3 separate regions of the Mus musculus genome follow, and all the other regions are linked to region 3. The links are chromatin contacts, called in public HiChIP or PLAC-seq maps. All regions are on one chromosome and are shown on one strand. Each heading gives the region's core, a stretch centred on a gene start, on an enhancer-like site or on the middle of the called end of the contact. The rest is flanking DNA. Distances are from core to core; before and after follow the strand shown.

Evidence for each region. HiChIP or PLAC-seq counts read pairs in DNA pulled down with a chosen protein or histone mark.
Region 1: an H3K27ac HiChIP or PLAC-seq map of embryonic stem cells shows a contact between it and region 3, with 6 times the contacts expected there. The contact joins two enhancer-like sites. A contact is called at or near these places in 1 of 39 promoter capture datasets (embryonic stem cells), 1 of 15 datasets of contacts at CTCF or cohesin (embryonic stem cells), 10 of 484 Hi-C or Micro-C datasets (all in embryonic stem cells), 4 of 115 datasets of contacts at active chromatin or transcription factors (astrocytes and embryonic stem cells) and 1 of 9 other capture datasets (embryonic stem cells).
Region 2: an H3K27ac HiChIP or PLAC-seq map of embryonic stem cells shows a contact between it and region 3, with 10 times the contacts expected there. The contact joins the promoter of Arhgef10l here to the enhancer-like site in region 3. A contact is called at or near these places in 4 of 39 promoter capture datasets (embryonic stem cells, hippocampal neurons and pre-B cells), 1 of 15 datasets of contacts at CTCF or cohesin (embryonic stem cells), 11 of 484 Hi-C or Micro-C datasets (all in embryonic stem cells), 3 of 115 datasets of contacts at active chromatin or transcription factors (astrocytes and embryonic stem cells) and 1 of 9 other capture datasets (embryonic stem cells).

The regions. Positions count from the first base shown.
Region 1 is chr4:140,687,112-140,691,617 of GRCm38.p6, forward strand. No RefSeq gene overlaps it. Among named protein-coding and RNA genes, the nearest start is that of Gm13025, 9.6 kb to the left of the region's middle. Within about 2 kb of position 1,375, at least 67 of the 459 cell types and tissues checked have an H3K27ac peak or open chromatin away from gene starts, as enhancers often do. A contact at or near this core is called in embryonic stem cells, where this site is marked.
Region 2 is chr4:140,663,116-140,667,222 of GRCm38.p6, forward strand. It overlaps Arhgef10l (Rho guanine nucleotide exchange factor (GEF) 10-like), which reads right to left and starts at 2,772. Exons shown (of 29, transcript NM_001290803.1): 1 at 2,641-2,772.
Region 3 is chr4:140,137,089-140,141,544 of GRCm38.p6, forward strand. All of the region lies in intron 2 of Igsf21 (immunoglobulin superfamily, member 21), which reads right to left. Among named protein-coding and RNA genes, the nearest start is that of Gm13029, 3.6 kb to the right of the region's middle. Within about 2 kb of position 2,148, at least 20 of the 459 cell types and tissues checked have an H3K27ac peak or open chromatin away from gene starts, as enhancers often do. A contact at or near this core is called in embryonic stem cells, where this site is marked.

The DNA.
Region 1 (4,506 bases), core at 125-2,624, 550 kb after region 3:
TTACTGGCCTTCATCACGCTGGATCCATCTTGGTCCAATGGCTGGGCTACTTGGCTCAAAGGGACACTTCTAGTCACAGACATTCTGTGGGTTAGGGAGAGCTAGATAACAAGTGGGTTCCATGCTGTTCAGGGTGGCGCATGGTCAGCAGTCCCCAAGAGGCCAGTGTGGTGGCACCCACCTTTAATCCCAGCACTTGGGAGGCAGAGGAAAGCGGATTTCTGAATTTGAGGCCAGCCTGGTCTACAGAGTGAGTTCCAGGACAGCCAGGGATACACAGAGAAACCCTGTCTCAAATAAAAAAAAAAAAAAAAAAAGGAGGGTCTAGAGAGATAGCTCAGAGGTTGAGAGCACTGGCTGTTCTTCCAAAGGATCCGGGTTCAATTCCCAGCACCAATGTGGACAGCTCCGAACTGCCTGTAACTCCAGTTCCAGTGGATCGGACACCCTTATCCACACAGACACACATGCAGGCAAAACACCAATGCACATAAAAAATAATAAATTGGGAGCTGGTGAGATGGCTCAGTGGTTAAGAGCGCCAACTGCTCTTCTGAAGGTCCTGAGTTCAAAAGCCAGCAACCACATGGTGGCTCACAACCATCTGTAACAAGATCTGACACCCTCTTCTGGGGTGTCTGAAGACAGCTACAGTGTACTTACATATAATAAATTAATTAATTAATTAAAAAAAATAATAATAAATTAAGGGGCCTGGAGAGATGGCTCAAGGGGTTAAGAACACTGACTGTTCTTCTAGAGGTCCTGAGTTCAATTCCCAGCAGCCACATGGTGGCTCACAACCATTTGTAAAGGGATCCGATGGTCTCTTCTGGTGTGTCTGAAGACACAGCTATAGTGTACTCATATACATAAAATAAAATAAATCTTTTTTAAAAAAATAAATAATTTAAAAATGACATTTAAAAACACAACGGGGTGGGCGAGAGACTTGAGAAAGCCTGAATTAGCTAAAGTACAGCAGCACCCCAGGAGCAATCCAGAAGGTAATGGTCACGGGAGGGTTAATGGACATTCCTCTCTGCCAGTGGGCTGGGGGCTAAGGTGGAGTGTCAATTAAGCAAGGCAGTGTGCAGAGAGGCCACCACCAACTACTGAGTCACTGGAAGCAGCCAGCACTGGGATGGCATGGGAGGGGTGGGGAGGGGAGTGGAGGGGTGGAGAGGAGAGGAGAGGGGAGGGGTGGGGATGAGATGGGAGGGGGTGGGAGGGGTTCGGAGGGGGTGGTATAGTTATTCACTCCCTGAAGCTCCCAGGGTCCCGCCTGGGGGAAGTTCCTCCGGGTAAGACAGTCTGGACCTTCTAATGCTTCCCTCCTCCAGATCCCTTCCGCCCCATCCCCAGAGGCCTATGGCCTCAAGTTCCTCCTGACACTCCACCCTCAGCCTTACTATAAACCCATAGTCAGTGTAACCCAACTGTGAGTCACGTGCTTGCAATTCCTGCATCGGAGGCCACGGGAGTCAGACTGCTTGGACCAACTTAGAGGCTTTTCTCTTGTTAATTTTTTTTCTACCCTAGTTTTTTTTTTTTTTTTTTTTTTTTAAAGATTTACTCAAGTGAAGTCATTTGCCTGCATGTTTATAACATGTGTGCCGGGTGCCCAACCAGAGTAAAACCTTGCCCTTCACCCCCCAAAAAAATATATCCTAGGCTAAGCGTCATGGCAGATTTTAATCCCTGCACATGGGAGGCAGAGGCAGGTGAATCTCTTTGTGAGTTTGAGGCCAGCCTGGTCTATGTAGCAAGTTCCAGGATAGCGAGGAGACCCTGTATCATTAAAAAAAAAAGAGGAGGAAAGAGAAAGGCAATCCTATCTCTATGCTCAACCTTCCCTCTTCCCTGTCAGGACAATTTGCCAGAGCTGTGACTGGACTTAACCACAAAGGCTGGGGAAAGCCACTCCCCAATTCCTGAAAAATGCCATCCCAGAAAACACAGTGAGGTTCCACCCCTTTCCTCAGCCCCCCCCTCCCCCCTCCCCTTCTTTAGTTTCTGGAACAACCCCCACCCCCACCCCAGAGTAAAATGTAAGTCAGTGAACTGTAAATCTGTGGGTCTCCCCCAAGATCTACGTTTCGTTTCTGTTTCGTTCTTGGCCAAGAACAGAACTCATTTTCTCCCCTCTTCATGTTGGTTCCTACGTCACAGCCAGACCCAGGTGTTGGAGCTAAGGGTGGGGCTCATGGGAGAGGGTTCACCTGGCAGAAATGAGGGCCTTTGGTTTCTTCCTTAGCACCCCTTAAACTTTCTTTTTCTTTTTTTAATATGTATGGGTGTTTTGCCTAACCTACAACTGTTCATGAGTGTGCCTGGAGCTCACGGGTGTCAGAGGAGGGTGCTGGACCCCACGGAAATGGAGTTACAGACAGTAGTGAGCCGCGCTGTGGGTGCTGGGATTCGAACCTCTGTCTTCTAAAAGAGTAGCCAGCACTCTTAGCCACTGAGCCATCTTTCCAGCCCCTGACGTATCTCAATGAAAAGTGTGCCATGCTAACCTGACCGTCGAGGTGTCTCTACAGCTGTCCCCATGCGGAGGTAAAATGCATGCATTAAGCATCTTAGTCTTGGGGGTGATGGCAAGATGGGGAGACTCAGCAGCTGAAACCATTGGCTGTCCTTGCAGAGGAAGGGTGCACCCGGCCCTTACATACACGCAGGCGAAACACTCATATGCGTAAGATAAAATAAAATACATGTAAAAAATGACCAACCCAGAGGGTTTTTCTCTTGTTAATTTGTTTTCTACACTCGTATTTTTTAAAGATTTATTCATGCATAGAAGTCATTTGCCTGCATGTATGTAACATGTGTGCCTGGTGCCCTGCAAAGGTCAGTGTTCCAGATCCCCTAGGGTTAAGTATGGTTGTGAGCAACCCTGTGGGCACTAGGAGTTGAACCTCGCTCTTCTGTAAGAGCACCAAGTGCTCTCAACTGCTGAGTCATCTCTCCAGCCCCCACATTTTTTTTAAACAGTCCTATCTACAAGGCCCCATTCAGAGAAGCTAAGATGGCTAGTAAGAAAAAAAAAAATCCATGTAATACATCTGTGATTTTACCATTGGAGAGGCAGAGGCAGGGGGATTATGAGTTGGAGGCTAGCTTGAGTTACAAGTCAAAACTCGTTCTCAAAATAAAGGGAAAAAAATGATGAAGTGTTTGCCTGGTGTGTGTGAAGTCTGGCGTTCCATCCCCAGGGTGGCCTGAAACGGAGCACGGAGCGTGTTGCTGCCCGCCTCTGAACCCAGCACTAGAGAGGTGGAGGCAGGGGGTTACTGTCCAGGTGCAACTTCTCTTGGTGAGCTTGCAGACAGAACCTACCCTGTACAGTGTCACCTGGCCACGTGACTAGGGCCACTTCCTCAGCGAATCCAAGCGGCGGCCCCTCCCCTTTTACTTCCGACAGGGTCCCATGTAAGCTAAGCTAACCTAAAGCTCACGACATTGACACGGGTGACCTAGAACTTGTGACCCTCCAGTCTCCACCTCCAGAATGGTAAGGTCACAAGCAGGAGCGCCACCATGCCGGCTTTTAGGAATACCGGGTTTTGTGCATGGGCAAACACTGAGCTCTGCCCACTCCATAGACCAGGAAATGTGCACACAAGTGAAAAGCTTGCCCAGGCAGTGTGACAGGGCTTACACCAGCTAGGAAGGGGAAGGGACCCACATCTCCCCAGAGCTTAGAACCCTGACAAGGGAAGTCAGAGGAAGACAGTGTGGCCCTCAGATCCAGGGGCAGGAATCCTGAGAATTAGACTAAACCAAGAAAGGGAAAGAGAACAAATATCTTGTCTCCAGCACAGGTGGAAGCAAGTCGGAGCGGCAGATGTCAGACAGAGCATGCAGCATGTTAATGGTGTAAATTTGGACGAGTTAAGTCTCACTTCCCTCATCTTTATGAAGAGGATCATAAACTTCACCTTCAAAGATAGCCATCAGGTATTAAATGAGATAACATCACTTGTAGAACAGGAGATGCTATCTTCAAAGCCTTCCTGGAGAAGGTGCCTGGCTCATTCTCTTAGCCAGCACTGACTGTTAGCATTCTGTCTAAACTCCACCCCACAGTTACCTGGCAACAGCCAAGTGTGCTCCTCCCCACAGTTACCTGGCAAGAGCCAGGTAGGCTGGCCCACTATAAAAGGGGCTGCTTGCCCCCTCCTCTCTTACTCTTGCTTCCCTCTTGCGGTCTCTCTTGCTCTTCCTCTCTCCTAACCCCCACCCCTCTCTCCTCTCTCCTCGTGCTCATGGCCATGGCCAGCCTCTACTTTCTCTCTCTCTCCCTCTCTCGGCCTTTCTCTGCCTCTACTACCCTCTTAACTCCCCTCCCCGTGCCCTGAATAAACTCTATTCTATATACCCTGGTGTGACCAGTCCCTCGGAAAGGGTTGCCTTGGCATGGGCCCGCTGAGACATCCCCTTCCCCCATACCTCACCACACCCCCATAGAACATATCTTATACCTCTGTAAGGCAGAGAGAG
Region 2 (4,107 bases), core at 1,522-4,021, 530 kb after region 3:
GAGGAACCTGGGAGTAGGGGTTCCCTCAGCCAGAAGTGGTGACTAAAGGGAGTACAAGGGCAGCCGTGACACCAGCACAGCTCCTGAGACTTGTTCCCTGGAGTCTGGTTTTCAGGAAACCAGACTCCATTTTTCACATTTTTGTCAGATCTGGTGGCAAACCTGTCTTTACCCACTGAGCCACCTTACAAGCTCTCCCAAACCTGCTTCCTGCTCAGCTCCTGAGAGCCCTGGAGACCTCTGCTCTGCTCCCCCTGAGAGCTTGCATTCCATTCCAGGCAGGGTACCCACTTCAGGGGACGTGCAGACCTGTTTGGAACTCTTGCTCCCACCTACTGGCCCCGTGAGCTTGACTGAGTTCAGCCTCAGTTCCCCCCACCCCCCACCCCACCCCCGCATTGCACAACCTGTGATCCTGCATCGAAAAGGGGCAATATCAAGAAACTCACAGCCCAGCTAATGAGATGGCTCAGCCTCAGCGGATGAGGGTACTTCCCTCCTTGTGTGAGCCAAAGCTCACGTTTCTCATCCCCCTACCCACGCACACCAAGTAAAAAGAAATGTAACGAGAAATGCTCAAGATCACTTCAGTCATGAGGGTTAAAGGTCAAGGACCCTCACAGTCAAGGAAGGGCCCGCAGACTTTGGGTGAGCAGCTGCCTGTACTGTGTGGAGGTTTGGCCCTTCTTGGGTTGTGTTGTTACCATGAGGGAGAAGGGAGCTGCTGTTGTGGAGACAGGGTCTCACACTGTAGTTCAGGATAGTCTCAAACTCACAGCAATCCTCCTGCCTCGGCCTCCTAAGTGCTGGGATCACAGGTGCAAGGCACCACACCAGCATTTTGGTTTTCAGTTTTGTTTTGTTTTTGTTTTCAAGACAGGGTTTCTCTGTGTAGCCCTGGCTGTCCTAGAACTCACTCTGTAGACCAGGCTGGCCTTAAACTGGGAGATCCATTTGCCTCTGCCTCCCGAGTGCTGGGGTTAAAGGAGCATGCCACCAGCTCCCAGCTTCATCCCTGTGTTTTAAAGTACGCCCAGCCGTGACTAGTTAGAGCCCTCTGGGAGATGGGACTGTCAGCAGAGCTCTGTGTGGCTTATGCTCTGCGCATGGCGGTGCCCAGGAAGTGGATTCTCGGTCACAGAAGTGTGGCAGCCATTATAGCACCGTCACGAGGATTTCAGAACAGCAGACTCCTCTTGTGATCTCCTCCCGATGACTGTCCTCTACACTGAGTGGGGACGTCTTTCTTCTTGATGACAGGGATACAGAAGGGCCACCTTCTCAAACCCCCAAAGTCCTCAGCTCTTGGGGGACAGAGGCAGGTGGGTGGAGGCCACAAGCTGGGCCTCAGTGTACGAGGCAACCCCACCTCTGTCACTTCTACCAGACTCTCCAGGGTCCTCCAGACCAAAACCTGTAGAGATGAGGAGGTCTTCTCCCAGGGAAAGGAGAGACCCTTGAATCCTTGCTGTCTCATAGCCATGTGGCCTCAGGCAGGATGCCTGACCTCGATAGGCCTTGGTCCCATAACTACAGGGTCAGTCACCACCACGGGGGTGGTTGTTCCCGCCCTGTCCAGTTAGCCAGGCTGTTGTGAGTGCCCTAGGGGGCCAGTAACATAGATAACTTTGTAAACTGTCAAGTACCTTGGTGAGACGCTGCCTCATTGATCACCAGAGTCCCTCCACAGAAAGCAAGAGGAGGCGGGGGACATGGTAATAATGGGAAAGAAGAAGCTGACTTAGGATCGAGGCTCCTCTTGTCCTCTGCCACGCCCACCCTGCCTCCTCCTTAAACCCCAGCTCCCCTTTTCTCCATCCATGAGAGGGGCTACTTCGCCCCTCTAGGCCTGTGATCAGAATAGCACGGACTCATTGGGGTTACTGAAAGATTAAGCTCGTCACACAGGCACTGCACTGTGCTAGCCAAATGAAAGCATGAAACGGGGACCCAGTTGAGTTCATTATGTTATCATTGGCCAGATGTTGACCAAACAATGAAATAGATCCTTTGAAACCAGTGAGCCGTCCATCACCAGAGGCAGTCAAGCTATGGCTAAAAAGCAACCTGTCAGAGACGCAGGGCAAGGCTGCCTAGTGACCTTTAAAATGCCACCCAACCACAAACGGGTACAATCTCTGCCAAGGAAGCTGTATAAACTGTAGTCCCTCCCTTTAGATGGGAAAGGCAGGGATGGGAAGGGACAGGACTGGCAGAGGAGGCCACCAGGGTATGAACACGGGAGAAACAAGCAGGCAGCCATGGAGCAGCAAGGAAGACCGAGAGTGGATCACTAGTGTCCAGCCACTGTGCCACCTCAGCATTCTCCGGGGGTTCGGAGCCTCAATTTTCCAACTATAACGATATTCTGAAGCCACAGAAAGCCTTCTCAACCTCCGTAAGCCTAAAAATAGGGTAGGGAACTCCCACCACACACCTGTGCTCCTGGATCCTTCCATGTCCCTCCTCCCACATCGTCCTCGTTAGCCCCCAAGCCTCCTTGTCATCTCAGGGAGAGCCGGGAACCCCAGAGCCCAAAGGTGTCAACGCAGGAGACCCTCACTACCTCCATCACATTCAAAGAACCTCTTCCAACTCTGCAAAGAACGAAGAGGGCTTAACTGGGAGAGACTGACCGACCTGGATTGCGCACAGTCCAACTGTGGTCCTCAGGGGAGAAGATGCCAGTGACCGGGGCAGGCGCCACCAGCGGGCAAGCATCTGGTGGGGAAGCTGCTGGTGGACTGAGCAGGAGCCTCAGGTCTGACACACTCGGGCTCCTGAGCCAGGCTTGGCTGGGCTTGCTGACAACCCAGCTGTATGAGTCATTAACCCGCCAGACCTGCTGGGCCGGTGCATTGGACACGGAGGCGGGCAGAGGGTGAAGGCGGAAGACTGGAGGACTGGAGGGGGCCCTGGCCTCTACCACCAGGAAGGGTTAGGCTGAGTCAGTCCCAACCTGGCTGGGCATATATCCCTCAGCCCAGCCCGGGAGGCCCAGGGAGTTAGCCAGGGTAGAAAGGAGAAAAAAAAAAAAAAAAAAAAAAAACAAAGATGGGTTTTCAAGGAGTGCTGAGCCCAGGGGATCTGCTGTCCCCTGGTAGGATGGGGCTCAAGACAGGACTCCGGGATGGGTGGGGCCCTATATGATCTAGATCCTTTAACCAGGTAAGATGGGAAGGGCCAGGAGGAAAGATCTTCTCCAGGACAGCTAAGTGACAGCTGTGTGGCCTCAGACAAGCGGTCTGGTCTCTCTGAGTCTCAGTTATCTGCTTGTTAAACTGCAGGCATAATAATAGTAATAATAATAGCCTCTGAATGATAGCACTAGGAACAGGGTCACCACCACGGGCTTCTGGCTCCTAGGGACAGCAGCTCAGGTCACAGAGTGTGTCTTTGGTGATGCAGGATAGGGGAATGGCTTTGCCAAAGTCATCTTCCTCGCTGTCGGTGTGGATGAGCACAGATTTGACCAACATCTCGCTTGCTCGTCAAGAACACAGGCATCTGAACATCAGGAAAGTCCATTGATCACAGTTGCTCCGCCTACTCCTTGAGCCCCAGGAAAGCCCAGCTGGAGACACAAAGGTAGCCCCACCCTCTCGCACCAAATCCATGCAGATCCATGGCGGTGAGCATGACTGAGCTCATAGTAAAAGACCAAAGCAGTTCTGTGCCCTCCACCGAGACTCCAGAGCCTGAGGTGTTAGATCAGGGACAGGCAACTGCAATCCTAGGGCTACATCTGGCCTGCCCTTGCTTGCCTAAAATAAATATACATGTATCTGAATGTGATCACTTATCATCGCAGCCTTGGGGATACTGAGGCAGGAAGATCTCTGGGAGTCAGAAGCCAGCCCTAGGCTGCATGGTAAGTTCCACTTGTGGAGACGCTGTCACTAAAACGCAAAGCGAACAGAAAAACATGCATTTGATCCTCCTCCTCTCTTTCCAGGGGTTCTGTAGACACCGAAGCCTAGCTGAGTCCTGACAGAGACTGCAGTTCCCAGTAGCCCCAGGGAGTTACACTGGCCTGTTAGGAAGAAAACCTGACAATGGTGACTCTGATGTTGGTGATGATAGTGGTAGTGGTGATGATGGTGATGA
Region 3 (4,456 bases), core at 898-3,397:
AGTTGCCATTATCAGGTGTTTTCTCAGCAACAGAACAGTGACAGGACACTCTCCTCCTAGGTCTATACACAGCTCCCTCCTCGTCATACAGTCCAGTGTGAATGTCACTTTCTGGCCAGCAGCACATCAAGAACTCTAGCTATTCCCCACCATACCACCCACAATTATCTGCACCGCACTTATCACCGCCTGCTATTTTCTTGCTAATTACTTAATTAATGGTCTGTCTCCTTACCCTGCCGGGGAAGGAGTTCTGTTTGTCTCCTCACAATTATATTCTGGTCCTAGAATAGTTCCCGGCGTGTGGACACATTAGGCATGCTATGGACGAGGGACATTAACTTCTCTCCGTCGGGGAGGCTGGGAGCCTTCTCCATCCCGGACCAGAACCTGAGGACGCGGAGCCCCAGAGAATTCCCAAGGAGAGCATCAGAGCTGGGACTGGCTTCCAGCAATCTTTCTGCTTTGTACTTTGAGCTTCTTTTCTTTCTCTCTCTCTCTCTCTCTCTCTCTCTCTCTCTCTCTCTCTCTCTCTCTCTTTTCTTTCTTTCTTTCTTTTTTGTTTGTTTTTTCGAGACAGGGTTTCTCTGTGTTGCCCTGGCTGTCCTGGAACTCACTTTGTAGACCAGGCTGGTCTCGAACTCAGAGCTTCTTTTAAAGGAATTAGGAGGAAAAGATTCTGTGTGTGTGTGTGTGTGTGTGTGTGTGTGTGTGTGTGTGAGAGAGAGAGAGAGAGAGAGAGAGAGAGAGAGTATGCGAGTGTGTGAGCATGTGAGTGTGTGTGAGTGTGTGTGAGTATGTGAATGTGTCTGTGTGTGTAAGTGTGTGTAAATGTGTGTGAGCGTGTGTGTGTGTTGCATATGCATATGTGTATGGAGACAGAGGACAGCTCTGAGCTTGGTTCTTCAGGAACTCTCCACCTCCTCTGAGACAGGGTCTGTCATGGGTGAGCCTGGAGCTCACTAATTAGGCTTTAATAGCTCACCATGGAAGCCCAAGGATGCTCCTGTCTCTGCCTCCCCAATGTTAGGATCTGTACACAGATGCCGGGCATCCCTTCCCAGCTAAGCACCTGACAGAGCATCTGTGGTGGTTAATGCCGACTGTGAGCTTGACAGGATCCAGAATCACTGGGAGATAAGCATCGGGCTGTGCTTGGAGGGAAGCTTCTGGATTACGTCACCGGAGGTGGGGAGACTCCTCTGAATGCGGAAAGCACCATGCCAGGGCTGGGGAAGCGAGCTGGGTACCAGCATCCATCACTCCCTGCTTCCTGACTGCAGAGGCATCGGATACTCCCAGGTAGATGCCTCAGGCTCCTGGTGCCATGCCTTCCTGCCACGATGGGACCATAGGCTTGAACTGTGAGCTCAAATAAACTCTTCCTTCACTGGGCTGCTTTTTCGACAAGCAAGTAACTGGCGTCCCAGCCTCTACCCAGCCTTGAAGGCATTGTAACTGGAGTTTTTGATACAAAGCGAGGAGGGTGTTCTGTGCATAGCCAATTCTCATACTGCCTGCCATCAGGGGTTTCCCATCTGAGGGAGGAGGCGTGGATGGTTTTTCCTGAAGAGACACCCACACGGACACCAAGGGCTGGATTCCAGCGCCTGGAAGGCATAGGAGACACAGGTACAGGATGGATGAATGCATCAGGACGTGGAGGGTGGGGACAGGGAGAAAGAGGATGGAGGAAGAAAGGAGGGACTGAAGGACAGACAGACGGACAGGCAGTCGGACAGGCATGAGCACTGGGTTCGATCTTTCCAACTTGTACCTCAGTCTTGCTTTCTCCATAGCGGAAGAGGAAAGCACACTCCAGGAGGAAGCAGGAAAAGACTAGGAATCCTCCAGAGATCTCCCTGGAAACAGGAAGTAGGCTGGGGCCACAGGAAGTGCCTGTGGTCAGGAGTGGGTGTGGGTGGTAGCTGGTAGATCAGCACCAGCTCACCTTACACACAGCCACACCTCAGCCCCAGGGCAGACAGGAGGTGGGGTGGAGGCGGCGGCTGCTTTGTCAGTATTTTCCAAGCCTACCCTCTGACCTTCTAAAAAGCTCTAACAGCGAGCTTCCCAGTTCTAATGGAAAATCCCAGCACCACTTTCTACAGGGGCCTCCATCAATCAGGCCACAGACCTCCACAGAGCCACAGAGAGAAAACTGCCACTGAGCACTGCTTGCTGAGAGCAAGCCCTGCACTGTGTGAGAGCAGAGGGGGGTTCAACCCAGTGCCTTGAATCTCTCAGAAAAGTCCAGTTGGCCAGGTCTGCCAGGTCCTGGGGCGTGCACAGACTCAGTCACCCCTGGGGTGCGGGGGGGGGGGCAGCAGAAAAGAGCCAGGCACGTCTCAGCCTGGGAGCCTTTAATCCCTACAAGCTGTCTGGGCTTCTTCTTCAGGCTCTGTGGGCAGTTGTGCCCCTTACCAATGCCCCAGGTCTCAGAGACAACTCTGGGCTTTTTAAATTTTATTTCTGTCAGCTAATACATCCGTGTGTATAGGAGAGGAGTTTTGGGGGAGGAGGGAGACGGAACAGGGGTGGCTCTTCCCTTAACTGTCTTGGGTTTTGAGTTTGTGGTGATCAACTGAGGACAGACTGGAGATACAACCAGGATACACATTTGCTGTGTCTGCATTTTTCTCCTTCTTTTTGTCCTTCTTAAAAGATTTTTATTCTTGTGTATGCGTGTGTGCATTGCACGTGGGGACTGCATTGGATCTGCAGATGGCTGTGGGCCACCTGATGTGTGTGTTGGGATCAGAACCCAGGGACCATACAAGAACAGCAAGCACTCCTGACTGCTGAGCCATCATCCCTCCAGCCCTACTGATGTTTCTCAAACGAGTACAGTAATATGAACGGGGAACAAGGCGAATAATTAAATAATCAGCAGACGTCACCCAGAGGTGACTCAAGCCCGCGGGGGACTGTGTAGGGTAAATTCAGATGTTGTGGCATTTTATGTGTCAGCTCATGTTTGTGTGTGGCTGAGCACAGGCCCCCTCGATCCCTGGTGCGCACGTGGAGGACACAGGACAGCCCATGTGGGTCTCTCTACCTGCCATTTTGCTTTGAGGCAGGGTCTCCGTGTCGTTCACTGCTAGCCCACGGGCTTCTGGGAATTCTCTTGCTTCTGCCTTCAGTCTCCCTGGAGGAGTGTTGGAGTGAGGGGCCTGCGCTGGCTTCGTATGGATCTGGAGATAGGAGCTCAGCTGTTCTCAGTTGCATGGCAAGCGCTTTGTGTTCTGAGTCATCTCCAGAGCCCCATAGTGGAACTGTGTAGAAGAGACTGGAGCACTCAGGTCCCAAGATGTGTCCTCTGTGAAGAGTGAGGGGGTGGCTGGGAACGTACATACAGATGTCCAGCCACCACAGTTTGGGCGCCATGCCAACCCACACTTGTTGGTTGGACTCGTTGGTTGGAAAGTCAACTCATCTTGACCTGGGCCTCAGTATCTCCACTTACAAACCATAGGCTGGGTGTGGTGATTCAGCGATCAGATCAAATCTTAGCGTGTTCATATAAACCCTCTGCTATAAATGGGAAACGGTGGGAGGCCCTCCCACAAACAGCACGTGATTCCCTCAACACCCGACAGGGGGTGCTGGTTCCCTTATTTCCAGAGAGAGCCATGAGGGGCTTGGGGCCAGCCTTACCAAGAAAGCTGCTTGTCTGGAGCCTGGAGTGTCTGAGAGAACCTAACTGTGGCTTCAGATGTTCATACTCCACTCTGGCGAGGACTCTGGAAGCTCACTACCAAGGGATGATCATGTTCTCGGTCCAGGTCGCCATCCAGATGAGCAAAGTGTCCACTGGGTGGCACCTTGGGTGGAGGCTCCCAGGTAGGGCTTTGATAGCCCCGAGGAGGAAGGGGTTATGTCTGCTGCACCTGTCCCAGCATAGACCAGGCATCCAGATGTGCTCTTGCAGCCTGACAGAGCTGAGCATTGTGAGGAAACAAGAAACGGGCTAGAGAGAAGTCTGAGACCGGAAGGGCTGGGTTCAAATTCCAGCCTGGTGACTTCTGAGAAATCACATCTTATCCCCGAGCCCCCAGTATCCCTGTCTTACAGTGGGTGGGGGCTTCAGGTGAAGCCCAGGAAGTTCTTGGGGGCTCAGCTCTCCTCCCTGAATGAGAAGCAGAGTCCCACATAAGCTAGGATGGGTTTCCCACTGTATTCCAAGAGTCTAGGGCAGAGAGCTGTACCCAGGGAGCTGCTGGGCTTGGGGGATCAGGTGCACAGCAGCCCTCTGCTGCCGAACAGGCACACTGGACGTGCTGCCTCAAACCGACACGGTCGTCTGACATGATTGAATGTGAGCCCCAGAGACTGGAACACACAAGGCACCCGCTGCCTTGGCTCTCCTAGCAGGAACCCTCCTTCCATAGCGCTCAACAGCAGAAGCTGCCCAGTAAGATGTCAGCCGCCATCTTTGCAGGAGACCAGAGAAATC